2 separate regions of the Ovis aries genome follow, and region 2 is linked to region 1. A link is a contact called in public Hi-C data. All regions are on one chromosome and are shown on one strand. The core of a region is the stretch at or near the end of the contact, and the rest is flanking DNA. Distances in the headings are between cores, read along the strand shown. Region 1 holds the start of NECAB2 (N-terminal EF-hand calcium binding protein 2). Region 2 overlaps ATP2C2 (ATPase secretory pathway Ca2+ transporting 2).

Region 1 (4,424 bases), core at 1,620-4,119:
AGCCCAGTGGACCTGCGGAAGCCGGGCCCCTTTTCCCTCCTGAGGGAGGAGACCCGGGGGTGGAAGGGTGTTTCAGGCAGTGGCCCTCCAGCTCCCCTCGAGGAGACAGCCTCCCCTCTTCCTCAGGCGCTGCTGGCCATGCGGTCGAGAGCACGCCGCACGGGTGTGTGTCCAGAACCTTTGGCCCACGTGCAGCACCCACAGGCGGCTGCGTGCTCCCCACTCCCGTCCGTGGGAGGCAGCCACTCACCTTACACCCCCACTAGGACCTCTCGAGGGCCTGGTGTTCTCCAGGGAGGGTGGGTTAAATCTGAACAGAGGCATCTGCCAAGCAAACCTCGAGGCCTGACGACAGGATCAGCCAGTGCACGGCGGGATTAGTTTTTTGGGGGTGGTCAGTGGGTAGGAGCAGCCCGCAAGCAGCTCAGAAAGAGAGGCGGGGAGGGAAGGGGCAGCCTGGTCCCCTCCAGCTGCAGCTGAAACCAGATAGCTCCTCCTGGTGTTTTTAGTCCTAGTAAGCCTTGCTGGGGGCTGCCCTGGTGGCTCAGATGGTAAAGAATCCACCTGCAATGTGCGAGACCTGGGTTCGATCCTTGGGTCAGGAAGATCCCCTGGAGAAGGGAAAGGCTACCCACTCCAGTATCTGGCCTGGAGAATTCCATGGACAAAGGAGTCTGGCAGGCTACAGTCCATGGGGTCGCAGAGTCGGACCCTTCTGAGTGACTTAGCACGCGTGCACGCAAGCCTTGCTGAAGGTAGGAAGAGGGGGAGACGCCGCCCCCAGCGTGTGACCCTCACACCTTGGAGAGCGGGAGCTGGGCCCCTCCCTCCAAGCAGTAGGGCAGGCATCCATTGTCAGGCACCCGGGCTGTGACAAACTGAAGCAGCAGCTCAGGAAAGATATTCTCAAACATTCCCCCTTTCTTGAGCTGAACCCCAAGTTGGGGCAGGGGACACAGGTCTGGAGCAGCTGGGGCAGAAAAGGGGGCAGCTGCCAGCACCCCAGCTTGTGCACCGCACACTGCCTGCTCCTGACTGCAAGGTTCCCGAGGAGGCTGGAGTCCCACCTTCAGGTGCCGGGGCCGGGGGTGAGCGTTAAAGTGACTGACCTGACAGGAGATGTGGCCCTGGCACTCGCTCATCACCCCCATTTCACAGATGAGGAGACTGGGGCTCAGAGCCAGCAGCGTGGCGTGAGGACTCCAGAGTCCACGTCCTGTCCTGTGCAAAAGGGGGGGGGCCTGGACAGAGCTGTCCGCTGCAAGGGCTTTCAGCTGCGAACTCACTGGGGCTTTGAGAGGGCTCACCTGTGCAGGTGCGAGTGGGCTGTGTGTGAGCACGTTCTGGGAAGCCTGGGAGCCATGGCCACGTGCGGCAGATCACCCCCTGCCCTGTCGGCTGAGAGCCAGCGATGGAGGCTCCAACAGGAACGTGGTGGGGGTGGAGGGGCGAGAGGAAACCCACACTGTCCCCCTCTCACCAGGATGTGATACACACACCTCTCCCTGAAACCCACCCACCATACATAAACATGGCACCCCCAGCCCCGTGTCACCCACCTCGGAGGACCCTCCCTAGGACAGGCACACCCCACTGCCATGCTGCCCCTTGGGGTGGGCAGAGCACCCCACGGGGGACGCCCCCCCACCCTGCAGAAGGCTCCCTCCTACAGAGGAGAGTGGGTGGGAGGGTGAGGTGGGGCGGTTTGGGCTCCAGAGGACGTGGGGGAGGGGTGCGGAGTGGGGGTGAGGAGGAGAGAGGGTGAAAAGGGGAGGGGGTGAGCAGGGGGAGGGGTGAGGAAAGGGAGAGGGAGGGGTGAGGAGAGGGAGAGGGAGGGGGGAGCGGGGGAAGGGGATCAAGGACTGGCTCAGAATGGAGTGGTGGTCCTCAGAGAGGATGGGGGATGGCTCCAGTCCTACTGAAAGGAGAGAGGAAGGCAGGTGGGGAGGGGGCTTTGCTTTTAAAAAGGTGGTGCCTGAGGCAAAAGGGTTGAGGATACAAGGGCTTAAGGTCCAAAGCTCGGACAAGAAAAATGGCCCTGGACCCAGGGATTGTGTGTGTGATGGGGTGGGTTGGGGGGAGAGTCTTAGAAAAGTAAGGACGGGGGGCAGGGGTCGGTGGGGCGGGCAGGAGCAGGGGCCGACGGCGGTCTGGGACTCGCGTCCCGGGAAGGAGCTGGGTGAAGGATGAAGCGCGGGCTGGAGAAAGATGAGGGTTTGGCCAGGACAGAAGTAGGGGGCGGTGGCCGGGTCGAGGGGCTCCAGGGTCCCGGCTCCGAGAATGTGGAGATCCCGAGAAGGGGAGGGAGGTAAAGGGGTCGTCCCGGTCCGGGGACGAGACGGGACCCGCACGGAGACCGGCCCGGGGGCCGAAGAGCTGGGGGCCGCGCTCTGCACAAGGAGGAGCCGGTGGATCCCGCTCTGGACCCCCGGGGTGCGGGCCAGCGTCCCTGCCCGGGGACCCCTGCCCCTCAAGCAGAAGGGGGTCTTGCAGGTCCCAGCGGGGTCCCGGGAGCGTGGCGTCCGCGTCGCCCGGTGGGGAGAACGGGTCCCGGCCCGCGCGTACTCACGTCCAGGATGACGGCGGTGCCCCCGCGCGGCGAGGCGGGGCCCGGGTAGGGGCCGGGGTCCGCGACGGGGGTGTTGGGGGCGTCGGGGGCCAGCGGCGCCCGGGGCTCGCCCATCCTGGCGCCCACCCAGCGCAGCAGCCCGCCCAGCGCCCGGCCCTGCGGCGGCGGCTCCCGGAGCAGCCTGTGCGCGCCGGCCCTGCACAGGCGCGCCGCCCGCTCGCACATCGCGCCGCGCCCGCCGCCGCCGCCGCCCGGAAGCCCGCCGACCCCCGCCCGGCCCGCGGCCCGCCCCCGCGCGACCCCCTCCCCGGCGCCGCCCGCCGCCGCCGCCCGCGCCCCGCCCTCCCTCCCTCTGCCCCCGCGGCCGCGGCCACGCGGGGACGGGCCGGCGCTGGGGGACGGGAGGGGGTGGGCGCCGCCCCGCCCGGACCCGGAGCCACGTGCCCCGTGGGCCACCGCCCCCGCCCCCGGCGGCCGGGCGCGGCGGCAGGGGGCTGCCGGCAGTGGGCCGCGGGGCTGGGGAGCTAGACCCCGGCCCGGCCACGGAGGGGGCTGCCTGGCAGGCGCGGGGTTTTGGGGGTCTGGCTTCGGGGGTGCATCCCTGGGGGCTGCCCCCATTCCGAAAGTCTCCCCCTGCCCGCCCTCCAGAAGAATCCCCCCTCCTCCACTCCGTGGCGCCGCCGCCGGGGCCGGAGCGCTGTGTCCGGCGAGCCGGTAGCGCCCTCTGCCGGCTGCAGCCCAAGGAACGCGCGCCCACGCACTGGGGCCTTCTCCACTCCGCAAGTACCCACTCGTCCCTTCCACCGGGTGCACGCCCCTCAGACCTCCCCCGCGAGTTAAACAACGCCCAGAACTAGTGTTCCCCACCCCTGGAACACCCTCTTCCCCTTATACTCCCTGCGTCCATCCTTCCAGACTCCCACCCACCGAACCAGAGAATTAAAGGAGCCCCTGCTGGGTGCTAGGCCTGGTGGCCGCACTGGGTTCCAAGAACATCGGGAAAACAGGAGGGCTTGCCTTGGCCTCCTGGAGCTTACAGCCAAGTGGGTGGAGCCAGATACTGGAAGTGAAAGTGAAAGTGAAGTCTCTCAGTCGTGTCCGACTCTTTGCGACCCGTGGACTGTAGCCCACCAAGCTCCTCCGTTCATGGGATTCTCCAGGCAAGAATACTGGAGTGGGTTGCCATTTCCTTCTCCAAACACTGGAATGATCCCACAAGTAAGGAAGAGTGAGAACTGAACTGCAATGAAGGGTGGCACCCTGACCCACCAGAGTGGGTTCTACCTGAGGGCCACGGAGGGGCATATGTCAGAAGAGGCTTCCTAGAGGAAATGGTCCTTATGCTCCAAGAGTGTAAGGAGGAGGAGGAGTTACAGAGAGGATGGGGAAGTTCCCTGGGCTAGAGCTTAGCCTGTGCAAAGGCCCTGTGGCAGGTGCAAGTGTGGGGATCACAAAGGAGCCACTGAAGGGAGAGGGACTGAGTGGGGCTGGGAAAGCCTCCCCGGCACCCGCTCCTCAGTCACATCTACCCTTCCACTTGGGGCACCACCCAGTGTCCCCCAGCCCCGGGACCTTCTCCCACATGACCCTGTGCTTCTGCCCCTGCCCTGACTGGGCAGCTCCGGGGGCAGGGTCCTGGGCACCTGGCGCCCTCCCCAAGCAGAGTCCTCGGACACAGGAGTGGAGGCAGGTGCTGGTTTTATTTGGGACCTGATTCTGGAAAGAGCGGGGCCTGGAAGTCCTGGCTCAGTGCTCTGCGGGCCCTGGTGATCCCGGCTCACACAGGCCACTTCACCCCCAATTACAGCTCTGGGCCTACCGTGTCCTGTGGCCACTGTTTCCACCCTGGTCTGAG
Region 2 (4,290 bases), core at 1,053-3,552, 370 kb before region 1:
AGATCGGAGGTGCTGTTGATTAGAAAGGGCACCATTACCTTGTGCATCACTAAAGAAAGGAAAAACACTGCCCATTAACCAACAACACAATGCTTTCTAATCACATCACTTGTGAGAAGCAGTCTGGCTGCAGAGAAGGTAAAAAGTGAAAAAGAGTGTACATCTTAGAAGTGAGGAAATATGGTATGTGAACGGCGACCTTTTACCCGGAGACAAAGACGCATTCAGGGGAAAGTCACATAAACCGAGGTGACAGAGTCTGGTCAAGAGACCGTGCCTGGTTTCCACAGTGACAGCAAGAAGGCTTCCTTGGTTTTATGGCATGGGCTGACAAGACCAGCTAAGCAAACATTTGCGAAGGGTTATTGCGGGCCCTTCCCTCCTACATGGCATGGGAAGGACATTGTGTGTGTCTGGGTGCTTTCGTCATAATAAAAAAATTAATTGGCAAACTAATAAAGATTAGGCTAGACCAGGAAAAGCTAGTGGAACTTGGCTCATCCTGAAGGTCCCTTGTAGCAGAGGGAAGCAGGAAAAAGTTTTTAAAAGGATGATCCTTGGGTTATTTATTTTGGAAAATCTCTTGCAAACTGGCTATCTTGCCATTTCTACCTTATGATTGAGAGGTTCTGAGTGATTTCACTTCTGCTAAAAACTGAAGAGTCTTGGGACTTCCCTTGCTCCTTCCTTCATACCTCTGCCCAGCCAGTCCCCTTCCCATGTGGTCCAGTGGCTGAGACTCCGGGTTCCCAATGCAGGGGCCCCGGGTTTGATCCCTGATCGGAGAACTAAATCCCACAAGCTGCAACTAAGAGCTCACATGCTGTAGCTAGGAGGCCCGGCACAGCCTAATAAAGAAATAAGTGTCAAAGACAAAGCAAAACTGAACAGCCTCATGTTTCCCAAGCCACAAGTGAAACAAAAAGAGTTGGTTTTCTTTCGAGTTTATTGAAGGTAGAGTGTGATGAATGGGGTGAAAGGAGCTGTTAAGACCAGAAATCAGAAATAACCCTGGGGAGGGACTTCCCTAGTGGTCCGGTGGCTAAGATGCCACACTCCCGATGCTGGAGTTCTGCGTTTGATCCCTGGTCAGGGAACTAAGACCTGGTACAGCTAAATAAATAAATAAATATTTTCAAAAAAATCACCCTGGGGAGGTGGGGTTGGGGTGGACACAGGAGCCTATTCTCGTACAGAGCTGGAACTATTTAACAGTCTTTTTGGCTCATGGAACTTTCCACGGTTGATGACATGGGTCGGGACACGTCCTTACGTGGAGGAGGTTCTCATTCATAATGGTCTGAAGGCTCTGCTTTTTCTGGGAGCCCCTCACGGCTGAGGCTCACCCTCTGCCCCCACCCCAGCCTTTGAAAGACCTAGTCACCTGAGCCCCCTTTCCAGCACCCAGCCTTCCTCCCTGGCCCCACCTCTTGCTGGAGTCCCAGCTAGGGTGGCTGCAGCCACGGCCTCACTTCTCAGACTGATGCTTCCTGAACCGACAGCATCCGTATCCCCAGGGAGCCTGTTAGGAATCCAGGGTCTCCTATCCCCCCCACCCCCTAGCCTAAGTCACAGTCCCTGCAATCTGTTGGGGACAAGCTCTCCCGTGGACCCTCACACGGTGAGGTTGGTTACGCTCAAGTCCAAGGCCCCCAGCTCTACAGCGTCCTCCTCTTCTAGGAAGCCCTGCCCTCGCCTCCTGTCCACAACACAGGCAGCAGGCCAGGCCCCTGCTCTCTCCTCCCGCACCTTGGAACACGCTGGGGTTCACGCCTCCCACCGCCTCTCTGCTCCAAAGAAGAGCAGAGATGGCCGCACGGCGCATGGAGAAGGGTTCTGAGGATGTGATTGGGCTCTGGAAGAAACGGGGCCTAAGAGGTTCCATGTGATCAGCCCCCAAGGGACCCCCCCCCCGACCCCATCTGGTCTCATCCCCTAGCCAGCTGCACCTCCTTCTGGGTTCCGCGGATGAGCCAGGCTTGCTGCCTGCTCCATGCCTCTGCCCTGCCAGTCCTCTGCCGCCATTCCCATCTGAACGCTCGCCCTTCCCACCCCTAGCAGGTCCGCAGCTCTCCAGCTTCAACTCCTCAGAGAAACCTTCTCCAGCTGCCTTTTCTGGGGACACTCCTTCCGATCTCCCCATTTAATCCCTCTCTCAGCTGTCATCTCCTTTGCAGTACTTATCAGAAGTTGTGACTGTTTTGCTAACATTCACTTAAATTGTTCACGTTTGCTTTCCCCGCCAGCCTGCAGACTCCAAGGTCCAGCTCCAACAGCATTGAGTACACAGTGAACGGTTGCTCAGCAAACACGCGCGGGGCAAGCAAACAAGCCAAATGCCAGGGCTGCAGGGGGCAGGAGGAGAGTCCCTGTCCTGCCCGGGGGCACTGACCGGGACCCTGGCTTTGGAGCAGAATGCATGGGGTTGGCAGTCTGTCTCCTCTGCTCCCGGAATCCTGTAACTGTGGGCAAGTGTGCTGGCCTAAGCTCCAGCTTCCCCATCAGGAGACCAGCCTGCCCGGCAGAGTGGTCCATGATGAACAAGGCCACGTGTTCCTTCAGAGCCCCACCCCTCCTCGACCCTGGCTGTGCCCCCTTCACTTTCCTGAAGATTCTAGAACCGACTCACCTAGTGTACTCAACATTCAGATACAGACACAAGGAAAAGCGGCCATCGAAAGCCCTGGGTTCTGTTTTGCTTTATACCATTCAGGGCGTGCATGGCTCCGGAGACAGTCAGGTGCCCTATTCAACTTAAGATCATGACTTTGTCTATTCAAAAGAACACCTTCGGGGACTCCCTGGTGGTCCAGTGGCTAAGACTGCACCCTCCCAGTGCAAGGGAACAGGGTTCCATCCCTGGTCAGGGACCTAGATCCGACAGGCCACAACTAAAGATCCCACATGCTGCAACTCAGCCCCAGCACAGCCAAATAAATAAGTACTTTAAAAAATCCTTAAAAAAAAAAACCCTCAAAAAAAAAAATAGTCATTGAATACTTCTGTAATAGGACACACACCTGCCCACAGGTGGACTTCGCCCGCCTGCTTCTCAATGCACACAGTGCCCCATGGTTTAAAAAGAGGCAATTGGAATGTTAAAAGACCCATACCTGAATCTCTTCCTACTGCTAACTGCCAGGTAAAGGCATCCATTCATTTATACACAGACAGACTTGACTAAGTACCAGAGATGTGTGCATCCCACCCCCACTGCAAGGTTCTCCTGCCTACACCGGCCGGCACCCCACGGCCTCCACACTTCACACCGGATGCCCCATCCACTGGGAGGTGCGTCACTGTCGTTTACTATAATGGCAGTTCCAACTCAGCTGTTTGCAAGCAGTTTCCTTTTTTTGTATAAATTAGAAAGGCTCCAAGGATCCTTGTAATAACAACTTTCTTAATTACCTGCTTTGTTTTCTTTGTTAAGGTGTAATTCACATATCATAAAACGCGCCCTTCTAAAGTATACAATCCAATGGTTTTTAGTATATTCAGAGTTGTATAACCATCACCATAATCACTTTTAGAACCTCTTAATCACCCTCTAAAGAATCCCCATAACTGTTGTGGTCCCTCTTTATTTCCTGACCTCATCTCCTGGCAGGCACTTTTTCTGTCTGTATGGATTTGCCTATTTGGGGCATTTTATGAGAACAAATGGCTTCCCTGATAGTTCAGTTGGTAAAGAATCCACTTGCAATGCAGGAGACCCCGGTTCAATTCTTGGGTCAGAAAGATCTGCTGGAGAAGGGATAGGCTATTCACTCCATTATTCTTGGGTTTCCCTGATAGCTCAGTTGGTAAAGAATCTGCCTGCAATGCAGGAGACCCCAGTTCGATTCCTGGGTCAGGAAGAGCCCCTGGAGAAGAGATAGGCTACCCACTCCAGTACTCTTGGGCTTCCCTTGCGGCTCAGCTGGTAAAGAATCCGCCTGCAATGCAGGAGACCTGGGTTGGATCCCCTGGAGAAGGGAAAGGCTACCCACTCCAGGATTCGACTTTCACTTCACTTCATAAAAACAAAGTCATAGTATACGGCCATTTGTGTCTGGTTTCCTCCTCTTCGGGCTTCCCAGGTGGATCAGTACTAACGTATCTGCCTGCCAATAAGGAGGCGGATCCCTGGGTCGGGAAGATCCCCTGGAGGAGGAAATGGCAACCCACTCCAGTATTCTAGCATGAGAAATCCCAAGGACAGAAGAGCCTGGCAGGCTACAGTCCGTGGGGGTCACAAAGAGTCAGACATGCACCATCCATTCACCCTCCTCTTAGCCTCATGTTTCT

What was found. Hi-C and Micro-C count contacts between places; a contact is called where the count stands out from the background.
Region 2: a Hi-C map of liver shows a contact between it and region 1, with 4 times the contacts expected there. The contact joins the enhancer-like site here to the promoter of NECAB2 in region 1. A contact is called at or near these places in 3 of 16 Hi-C or Micro-C datasets (hypothalamus, liver and tail adipose tissue).

What each region holds. Positions count from the first base shown.
Region 1 is chr14:9,829,919-9,834,342 of ARS-UI_Ramb_v3.0, reverse strand. NECAB2 (N-terminal EF-hand calcium binding protein 2) reads right to left here and starts at 2,869. Exons shown (of 12, transcript XM_042231500.2): 1 at 2,570-2,869. The coding sequence starts at 2,794. It overlaps OSGIN1 (oxidative stress induced growth inhibitor 1), which reads right to left. Exons shown (of 8, transcript XM_042231496.1): 8 at 4,251-4,424.
Region 2 is chr14:10,203,788-10,208,077 of ARS-UI_Ramb_v3.0, reverse strand. The region is part of intron 11 of ATP2C2 (ATPase secretory pathway Ca2+ transporting 2); the gene reads right to left. Among named protein-coding and RNA genes, the nearest start is that of ATP2C2, 57 kb to the right of the region's middle. Within about 2 kb of position 2,302, at least 5 of the 54 cell types and tissues checked have an H3K27ac peak or open chromatin away from gene starts, as enhancers often do. A contact at or near this core is called in liver, where this site is marked.